Linked DNA regions of Drosophila melanogaster: region 1 is linked to region 2. A link is a contact called in public Hi-C data. All regions are on one chromosome and are shown on one strand. Each heading gives the region's core, a stretch centred on a gene start, on an enhancer-like site or on the middle of the called end of the contact. The rest is flanking DNA. Distances are from core to core; before and after follow the strand shown.

Region 1 (4,870 bases), core at 765-3,264, 380 kb after region 2:
TTCCAGCGCCAGCGAATGTCAACTGCAACGAAAATGTGCGAAAATGCCGATTAGAACGAGCCCGAATGAGTTCATCCTCTCTCTCGGGAAGTTCATTTCCCCGAACTCTCTCTCTGGATTCGGCAGCGGCAACCGATGTCGATGTTGCTGTCGTGTTGTTGCCGCTGCACATGTTGCAGATGTAGCTGCCGTCGTCAGTCGCTCGAAACGAATTTGGAATTCAGTTTTTGACTCGACGTCGCAGGAAACGGACGTGAGTGTCTCGCATGTTGCCACAATAATCGAAAAGAAAACTCTGAACGGAATACGAGACTTTTTTCAAGATATGTGAATCACTAGTGGATTACTGAAAACGAAAATAAATACCAACGAAAATATTTACCACAAATCCCAAGCAAACGATACGCGCGTCGTGCAAACTAATAATAATAAATCAAATACCACAAATATTCTGTGTTGAGTGATACTCGAAAAGTTGTCAAAAATCAAAGCGAAATTCGCAAGCAATACATTGGATTAACAATTGGCTCGAAACCGATTTGATTAGCTAGCAAAAGACAAGCAGAAACAGTTTATCAAACCACTTGACAAATATCCGTTGGACTATAAAAGCAGAAAAGCGGGTAAGTGGGCAGGGAAATGGAAAATGAAAAATCAAACCTGGATATGCCGCTGAGAAATTGAAAACTTTTACGCACCGGATTAGTTGGCGATTTTGGGTTGAGCTTCTGTAGGCGAGTGACAATCTTCTTAGCAAAGATCAACGGAATTTCCCTTTGATTTGGGAATTACAACATTAAAGTATGTTTTAAAGTTGAGTTTTCTAATCTTCAGAGTGCAGTGCTTACTAATTGAAACGAACTGAAAAAAGGCATTCCAGCGGAGTGAGGCCGTAAAAAACGAGATTTATAGGAGGAAGTTGGGGAATTATTCAAATAAGCAAGTGAAGGATTATATCCGATTCCAAACAAAATTCCCCGAAAGTGTGCGTTGTGTCTATCGAACAGATATGTTTATCCATATAAAGTTACGCCCGAGTGATGAGTGATTTTTGTGGAAACAGCAGATAGCTGTGCAGCTATCTGCTATCAAGCCATAAAGCACAGAACTCTTGTGGCGACCCATGCGGCTCCATCAGAATGTAAACAAATCATCTCTGGGTTTCGCTGGAGCTGCGGCTTCTTCCCTTCTTCAAAGCGTAGAAACCGCCAAAGAGACGAGAAAATAAAGAGAAGAAAAGACTGCGAGGGACCTTTAATTATAACCAAATACTAGTTGAGGCGACACCTTTGTTTACCTGCATTTTCGAGCGCTGTGTTTTTCCATTCTGTAAATTTGTTTAAATTATTAGCAAACGCGCAACAAGTGCAGCCAGTCGAAGTTCATTATTTTCCCCAATTCTTTGGCGTGTAAATCCTTTGGTAAATAAGTAAAGTATACCCCGCCTGTCGTCGGCGCAACTCATAAATTCACGCAAAATAAAATTTATGCTTATGGCTGGAGCTGGGGAAGTCGGACAAGAAGATGTACGAAGGATCGCGATAAGATCTGGTCTTAAATGAGTTGTTAAACGGGAATCGTGGTCGCCATGGATATAAATAATAATAACAACTCAATCTGGAGTGGCGTGGGTAGCTCGAAAAGTCCTCGGACAAGTGAACTGTTGCTTGCGGTCACAATGATTCTGGGTACTGGATTTTGAATCGATTTGAATCGTGTGAATGGGAAGCATTCTACCTGTTTGGCAAAATGAATTTTAATTCGGAATTGAGTCGTACACATGTCGGCCCTTTTTCACAGGATTTCCGCTTGCTGTTTAGCCTTTTTTTTCGAATGAAATCCCTCGGCTAATTAGTATGCCAAGCGTGTGCCCCTGAAATTTATAAGCCAACTGACTTTTCTCTGTAGTTGAAACATAAATTTCAGTAAAAGTGTCGTCTGTGCACTAGAGCACAGCAAGAAGTATAGGCCTTTTTATAAACTTGATGTGCCAGTGATGAATATTTGAGTGCAGACGATGACTAAAAATATCTTATTTGCTTTCTGCGGCAAGTCTGCATCAAAGAACTAAGTTCATTGAATAGGCCAACTTATGGCAATTCCTAAGCTACTTACAAGGTAAACTTCGCTCAGACCTCAAACAGAAAGTATCTTATGCAAATAAGTCGCTATATGGCGGACAGAAACAAAACATTCGCGCAGGAATATTAAGCAGTAAGAAATTGTAAACACAAAGGAAAATATTTGTTATACGCTTGTAAATTTATAGCGGCAGCAAAGTCCAGCCAAGCAGAGGAAAGCGTAGGAAAAGCGAAAGCGCACAGAAAAGCCGGGGAAAATTCAGGAGGCTGTTTTTCACGCTCAGCTGCCCGGCGGCCGAAGAGGAACTGGCGAAAAAGGAGGAGGCGAGCCTGAATAACAAAAAAAAAACTTTATCGCAGTGCTCGCAGGACATGAATTTTCCCCTCATCTCCCACCACTTCTCTTTCAGCCTTAATGCTGAGTGACATTGATGTGACATGCCGTCATCTTGCCTCTCCTATTGCCCACCAATCTTTGCTTTATTTAAAAGTTTTTCCTTCCCTCGCATTTTTCTCGCCCAACGCCTCGGGGGCGTGGCAAGTTGTGTTTGGTTAGTAGAGCACTTACACCTTGTGGAAAACAAGGCACCTCGGGACCCTGGCCCTCGCAAATAATAAATGATATGTAAACTAAGTCAAAAGTTGCCGTAGGTTGGGTAAATCACAACTGAGGGGCTAAAATCCGGGCCCAGATCCCAGTAATTTGTGCGTGTGGCCAGGCCCTAAGGCATTTCCATAGATTAAAGATGAAAAACTAGGGAAAAACCGGCTTTAATGTAGTTTAAAATGCGTGCAGAATAAATCAAGGAAAATCAGGACTTATACTACAATCCTGGACAAGCTACTGATAGGACAGCAATTAACATTGAAGTAGTTTAAACATAATTATAGTATCATTCACCAGTTAGACAGTACTTATCTGAATCTCATAAACCCTCCAAGATTTCGCAACCATTATTTCCGAGGATAATTCCAACTGTCTGCCACATTTGTTCCACTTACGAGTCCGACAATCCCCCGCTGTGATATCAATGCCCTAACTATAATGTCTCAATATCCGAGCGACCAAAAGTAGAACGAGTGCGACAGAGGAGAAAAGCGAGATACAAATTCTTACCTGAGCCTGGCTTTCCATGGGCCAGACAACAACGACGCACCCATATCAATTTCCTTCGTGCGACCCAAACGAATTAAAATTACACATAGACTGGCGGTCAAAAAAAAAAACAAAAAAAAGTAGAGAGGGAAAATATACCCAATAGACGGTAGGGATTTCGGAGATCCTTTGCCTTGAATCCGAAGGCCTGTCGCCAATGCCGGAGAACATTTATCATGGCAGCTAATAAATGCGTTTCCCTTACCTGACCGACACGAACCCAATTGCAATTGAGCCATATAGCCTATAGCCACATAGCCATATAGCAACCCCCGATATGAGGCTTGACTTTTGGGCTGTGTCCATCTAATTTTACTTTTTCCATTCTCTCTCTTTTTATTTTAACAATTTCCCAATCAAACAATTCAATTATGAAAGTGTATAAATTTGAGCCAGCTGTTCTTGTACTTGAACCGCAATTGTCTTTGTCAAGTAGTGGAAAGAAGTTCTCCCGGAATAAATCAACTGCGAGTTGAAAGTGCGAGAAAGTGAAAGGAAGACGGGAGAAATTGCATTCATTTTGGGGAAGAAATGGAAAACCCTTTAATTGGTCTTGAAGTGTTTGAGTTATGATCAGAAGGGGCAGGGAACTCGTAATCCCGAGCCGATCCAATTCTATTCGATCTTAGAGACAGCTGTCCTATAAGTATGGCCAGCTTTAAAGCAATTATCCGAGTGGGCCCGGCTTTAAGACAATTATCTAAGTGCTTTTGCCCCTGCCTCTGATTTTGGGTCCATTCATTCTTATCGAAACGAGTTGCCCACGCTAATTGCCCACCGAACTCCTGCACCTGATTCGGTTAGGACTTTGATTTCCATTACGCTTCCTTTTGAGCCTGTCCATAACATTTCCGTTTTACGCTTCAGTTAAGTCCGTTTCTTGGCCGAAAAGGAGGAAGAGTAGAGAGTTGGGATTGGAATAGGGATGGCATGGAATGGGATGGGATACGAGCAGTCGACTTAATCTCAAAACAAATCGATTTCGTTGACTGTCTGTCTTGCGTTTGGGTTTTCTCGGGACTCCCTCTGCTTAACTTGGCTCTTTTTCAACACGATTTATTTCATTATTCTCGGCCGTTGTTTTTTTTTTTTAAGTTTTTGTCTGCTCAAGTTAATCACCCAGACCAGACAATTCAATCGATTTCCAAGAGAGCCCAGCCGTAACTAAAGCTTTAAGTTTTGCTGAGTACATTTTCTTGAAATTCAATCTTGTCTTTGGAGATTTCTTTTCCGTTTTTATTTCGATTTTACTTTTATTTTCGTACGATTTCTTTTGTTATTTATTAGTTTGGTCTGCGCCGGACTTCAATTCAATTCAATTCAATTTTCTTTACAACATTTCATCTTTGACATGTTTTGTGTGTCCGTCGGACTGTCTGTTTGTCATTGTGTTTATATCCAAGAGCTCCTCCTCCGTCGCCGTCCTCCCGTTTCCTGCCGCTTCAGGCCGTTGTCGTCTTCGTTTTTAATATCTTTTAATCTCCAATGTCAACAGCGGCTTACATTTGATTGCAAGACAACACACACAGATACTGTGTGTACACACATATACATTTTTTGTCGAGATCTTATCAGGCTGCAGTGCCTCGAATCGAGACTCTCTTCGCCGTTCCTCTCCAGAGCTGTCAGCTAA
Region 2 (4,646 bases), core at 1,840-4,339:
ATCAAATTTGTTGGCAACGCGGCGCGCCGCCAATCGTTGGCCCATCAAATCAAGCGAGCACATCGGCATTTACTGACCAGTGGCGGTCAGGATAAGCAGCCGCAGCAAAAGCGTAAACAGTTTATCTATTCTTTAATGCGAATTTCAAATTGCCAAAATCTACACGCGCACACCAGCTGCAAGTGCGCTAGCAGTCAGCCTTGGACAGTGCGCATGTAGTTGGCAATGCAAATTCCACATGATCAGCAAGAAATGCACCGTTGCCAGCACTTCCAAGCCAATTGGTATTTTCGGCATATTCCAGACTGGTCACACTGCCCCATCCAGCAACAGCTGGTTCCAGTAAAAAAAATTCACGTAGCAATTTTGGCCACAAATTACCCAAAAATTAAAGTAAATTATTGCATTTTGTAAATATTAAGGAATTAACGCAACATAACAGTTTGTAAATATACACAAAATACCAATTGGAAGCAGTGGTCAACACGGTCAACACGACCCTAAACATAGTCAATCGAAGAAAAACCCATTTTAACTTTTCAGAAAAAACACAAGTGCAGCCGCAGTCGGGCAAAACAGTTGCCAAACCGAAACAGAGGCAGCAGAAACAATTGTTCAAAAGTGATAAGGCGAAGGAGAAGTCCAGCAGGCAGCAGAGAAAGCGAGCCGGCACCAGGAGCACTCGCAATCCGAGGACGCAATCGGAATCTTCGGGCCTGTCATCCCGTTGGTGTTCCATCGAAGAGCAGTTGAACCTGCTGGACGACCTGCTCTACTACTGCGATGAGGAGGCCGAACTGTATCTAGCCCAGCTGTACGAAAGGTTCGAGACACTCCGGCGTAGCAGGAGTTCCTCGCCAGTGAGCGATTTCTGGAGCGATTCCGACATGGAGCACGATGACTCCAGCACCAGTGGCACTGGCAGCCATACAGCCAGCAATACCAGTCTAGTTCCCGCCTCGCTGAAGCGTCGTGGCCACCAGCATCATCCGCGATTCTCGGGCACTCGCCGTCCCAATGTGCCCAATGTCCAGGAGATTCTGGCCGCACTCTATCGTGGCGACTCAAAGAGCGCCCTGTCCAATCTGAGAGGAGAGACGCAACCGGAGGAGGAGCAACCACAGCAGCAGACGGAGGAGGTGCTGCCACCCAGCAGAAGCACTTTAAGCCTGCCCCTCAGTGAATCGGTGACCAATTCCCTGGGCAGCAACAGTCCCACGCCCACAGACGAAAGCAGCGTGCAAGATGAGGGGGCCAGTAATCCGGCAGCAGCTTTAATAGCTGAGGATGCAGCCCCACCAGCAGGCACAACCACGTCCAAGAGCAAGAAAAAGAAGCGGGAGAAGGGTGAAAGGTCAGAGAAATCGGACAAATCTGAGAAATCCGACCGGAAGAAGAAATCTTCAGGCAAGAAGGAACGCAGCAAACGATCCAATCCCATGGAGCAAAGCAGCGACAGCCTGGCCACCGATCTCAGTGCCGGGGCCATCGATGAGGGCATCGCACTGGCCGACGACGATGACAACCAAGCGGCGGAATGGTCCAAGTTGCGATGCACCAGCGAGGCGGCCGAGATTGTGGCGGAGCGGGAGGCTCGACGGAACAAGGGACGTTGTGCGGATTATCCGGGACTCGCCTTTGGCAGATCCATCTTCAGTTCGGACACCATGATGAAGTTCAACATCATCCGCAACGAGCTGCACAACATCATGAACACACAACTCAAACGGGTAATTAATGGTCGAGAGACTTGGAGTTGTTTGCACATTCCTTACTAATCTATATATTCTTCAAATTAAGCGAAGAAGCCACCTTGTTGTCGTTGCTGTTGTGCTGCGAAAAGGGGACTCCAAAGTTTGGTTAGGTTTTTTTTTAGCAATTGCTCCAATTTGTTGCTGTCGTTTTTCGCATTGCAAAACGATTACGTCGTCGTCTTCGTCTTTTCGCGATTTTCTTGTTGTGCCTTAACCCTTGGCTGGCCCCAGGGTCTTTACTCGGCCCTCGTGTATTCTTTTCGCCATAGGTAAAGATTAAGCTGCGGTATTTCTTGACCCACATCGTTCAAATCACTTATTTCTCTCACCTTTCACTAGGCAGAATCGATTTGCTTATGAATGTTGTTTGAATGTTTTTAATAGTGCGTGAGTTTCTAGAAATAGAAAAACTTTAACTACGAGTTTACCAAACAAAATTTAGACAAGCATTCTATCTTAAAAGTATTCCATTAATTTGGGCAAATATGTTTATTTGCAGGCAATTGTTTAATTAGTTACGCAATTGCTGGAATATCTAACGGTACTCGCCGGCCACCTGTTGCCCTCCCCCTCTATCACTCTCTATATCGCCTACTGTTGTGCGGGTGGTAGAAAGAGAGCATCCGATAAGACCGCTAAATGGTATTAGTGCTTTTTCATTTTTTTTTTTTAATTTTGCTCAGTGCGCTGAAAAAGGCAACACAGTTTGAAAAGCCAAAAGGAAAACCCGGCCATTTATGGCCAAAGCATAAAACAGTGCAGTGCCGCAGTGCCGCGGCCAAGCTCGATTTGCCAAAATTGGCCAACAAATTAATTATTAAACGCCGATACTCGGCACGACCTTCCACTATTATTTACTTTTAATTTCTCTTCAATGTCGCCCGGCTAAAAATGGGCGAGCGCTCATTGTTTGCATTATCAAAACAATTACGCCATCGCCGGGAAGTTGGGAATAATGTGTGGCTATAGCTACAGGTGGTTGAGCTGTTCAAAGAAAAGCAGTTAGCATAACGCTATTACTCATTACGTTGCGCTTACGTTGTTTGCTGATAAGCGTGATAAAGCGCCGGCTTTGTGTTTTCCGTTTGCCGTAGTGGAAGCAATTAGTGGAACGAGTGGGAGGGGGAGAGGTTGCGTTGGCACACACGCACGCACACACCTGCCCAATCGCCTTACTCATCTTCCTCGCTGACCATTTTACATGCCCGATTTTTGCATAATATTACTTGCCTGGAAATGACAAAAATCCAAAATATTTCTTCACTAATTAATGCCAAAACAACAACAATGTCGACATGGACAGAATTTTAGCGGCTTTTAACAGGTTTTCCAGTCGCACACACACGCGTCACCATGCACACACACGCGCACCGTTTTAGGCGAGGCAGCACAGACAGACTGGAAGGCAGTAGCTGCAGCGGCAGCAGTTGTCCCGCTCGCACAAACCACCACCGCCGCTTCGACGGGCGATTCGATGGATTCATTTCCAGTTACGTACTCGTCGCAGTCGCGTCGTCGTTGCCTCTCTCTGCGTTTTTGTGTTTTTGCCACCAAATAGCAATATTCAATATTTAAACGTAGCATATTCGCCTGCCAGTTTTGCCATCAAACACTGCCCTTTAAGTTCAATCCCAAGCCAGGGTAAAAGCAGTTGAAGTTGAAGCTATCGAAGAAAAAACCGGTGGTTCGTTCACTCTGTGTGCGAGTGTGTGTGCGTACCGAGCTCTTTCCTTTCGGTCTGTGTGTGCGTGTGTTCCATTCCAAATTGAAAATTTAATTTGGTGTGCTGTCCGAAAAGGCAGAGTGCTTCTTCAGTCAAGAAAAAATCGAGCTCAAGTGCCCAGTCAACATAAGTTAAAAAGAAAGAAACACCCACAACCTCTGTGCTAAAGCCAAGAAGAAAAAAAAAACCACAAAAATGACGACCAGCATTCCACAAGGCACTCTCTTGGACGTGCTGAAGAAGAAGATGCGCCAGACCAAAGAGGAGATGGAGAAGTATAAAGACGAGTGCGAGGAGTTCCACAAGCGGCTGCAGTTGGAGGTGGTGCGCCGCGAAGAAGTAAGCTCAGCACCAGCCACTTACTTAATTTGCTACCCCTTGGTTTGGGCAAACAAACGACTGCGTGACCTGTCTTCCGAATTTTGCATAAATCCTACCTAAATGACGGGAAAAAAGACTAGATAGTCCAGCGCATTTCTTTCGCCCCCTCTCTCTCTCTCGTTCTCTCTTTTCTTTTACTTTTTCGTGTGTGTAGGAGCGGGACAACGCATGTGTATGAAAAGGTGGCGCTCTCTTGTTTTTTGAGCTCTCCCAACGGCTCTCTCTCTTTTAGCTGTTGTTTTTACTCTTTGTGAATTTTTCCAGTCTGGCTGTTGTTCTTTTCGTGGTGAACGAATTTTCGGGCTCAGATACAGGGTGGTTCCGGCCCCGTCCCTCTTAACTCTATTTTTGGGCTAACTGTTCTTATCGCTGACCAAATTCATTCACCTTTCGAATTGTGTGTTATCTCCCGCTTGACAGCACACACACACACTCGAGCATTAGCATAAAACACACACACGGTCAGCAGTCGCTCTCCCATTTACATAAGGCCAAAAAGGAGGAAAGAAATCTTTTGAAAATTGAGCGATTCGGTTGGCCTTCTAGCTTTCTGCTTTCTCAGCGACAAAAAAAGAACAGAAAAACAAAAACCGGCTTTAAGTCCGGCAAAGAAGCCACATCGTTTAGCTAGCGGTGTTCTAAATTCGATTAATTATGATTTTTACGCCACGGCCATCAATAAGTGGTTTAATTCTCCTAATGCCTTTCCAGCTTTTTTGCCCGATGGCTCTGCCTTGTTCCTAATTCAATTCTAATTAGACAATTGAGTGCGCGGGCTCCTTTAAGCG

Evidence for each region. Hi-C and Micro-C count contacts between places; a contact is called where the count stands out from the background.
Region 1: a Hi-C map of the Kc167 cell line shows a contact between it and region 2, with 1.9 times the contacts expected there. The contact joins the promoter of lncRNA:CR43849 here to the promoter of CG45218 in region 2. A contact is called at or near these places in 2 of 107 Hi-C or Micro-C datasets (the Kc167 cell line and eye imaginal disc).

The regions. Positions count from the first base shown.
Region 1 is chr3R:15,665,964-15,670,833 of dm6, forward strand. lncRNA:CR43849 (long non-coding RNA:CR43849) reads left to right here and starts at 2,015. Exons shown (of 2, transcript NR_074016.1): 1 at 2,015-2,214; 2 at 2,270-2,713. It overlaps pxb (pxb,), which reads left to right and starts at 220. Exons shown (of 5, transcript NM_001275680.1): 1 at 220-623.
Region 2 is chr3R:15,287,710-15,292,355 of dm6, forward strand. CG45218 reads right to left here and starts at 3,090. Exons shown (of 2, transcript NM_001300407.1): 1 at 2,793-3,090; 2 at 2,600-2,738. The coding sequence starts at 2,934. The coding sequence ends at 2,626. The region is part of intron 3 of Tm1 (Tropomyosin 1); the gene reads left to right.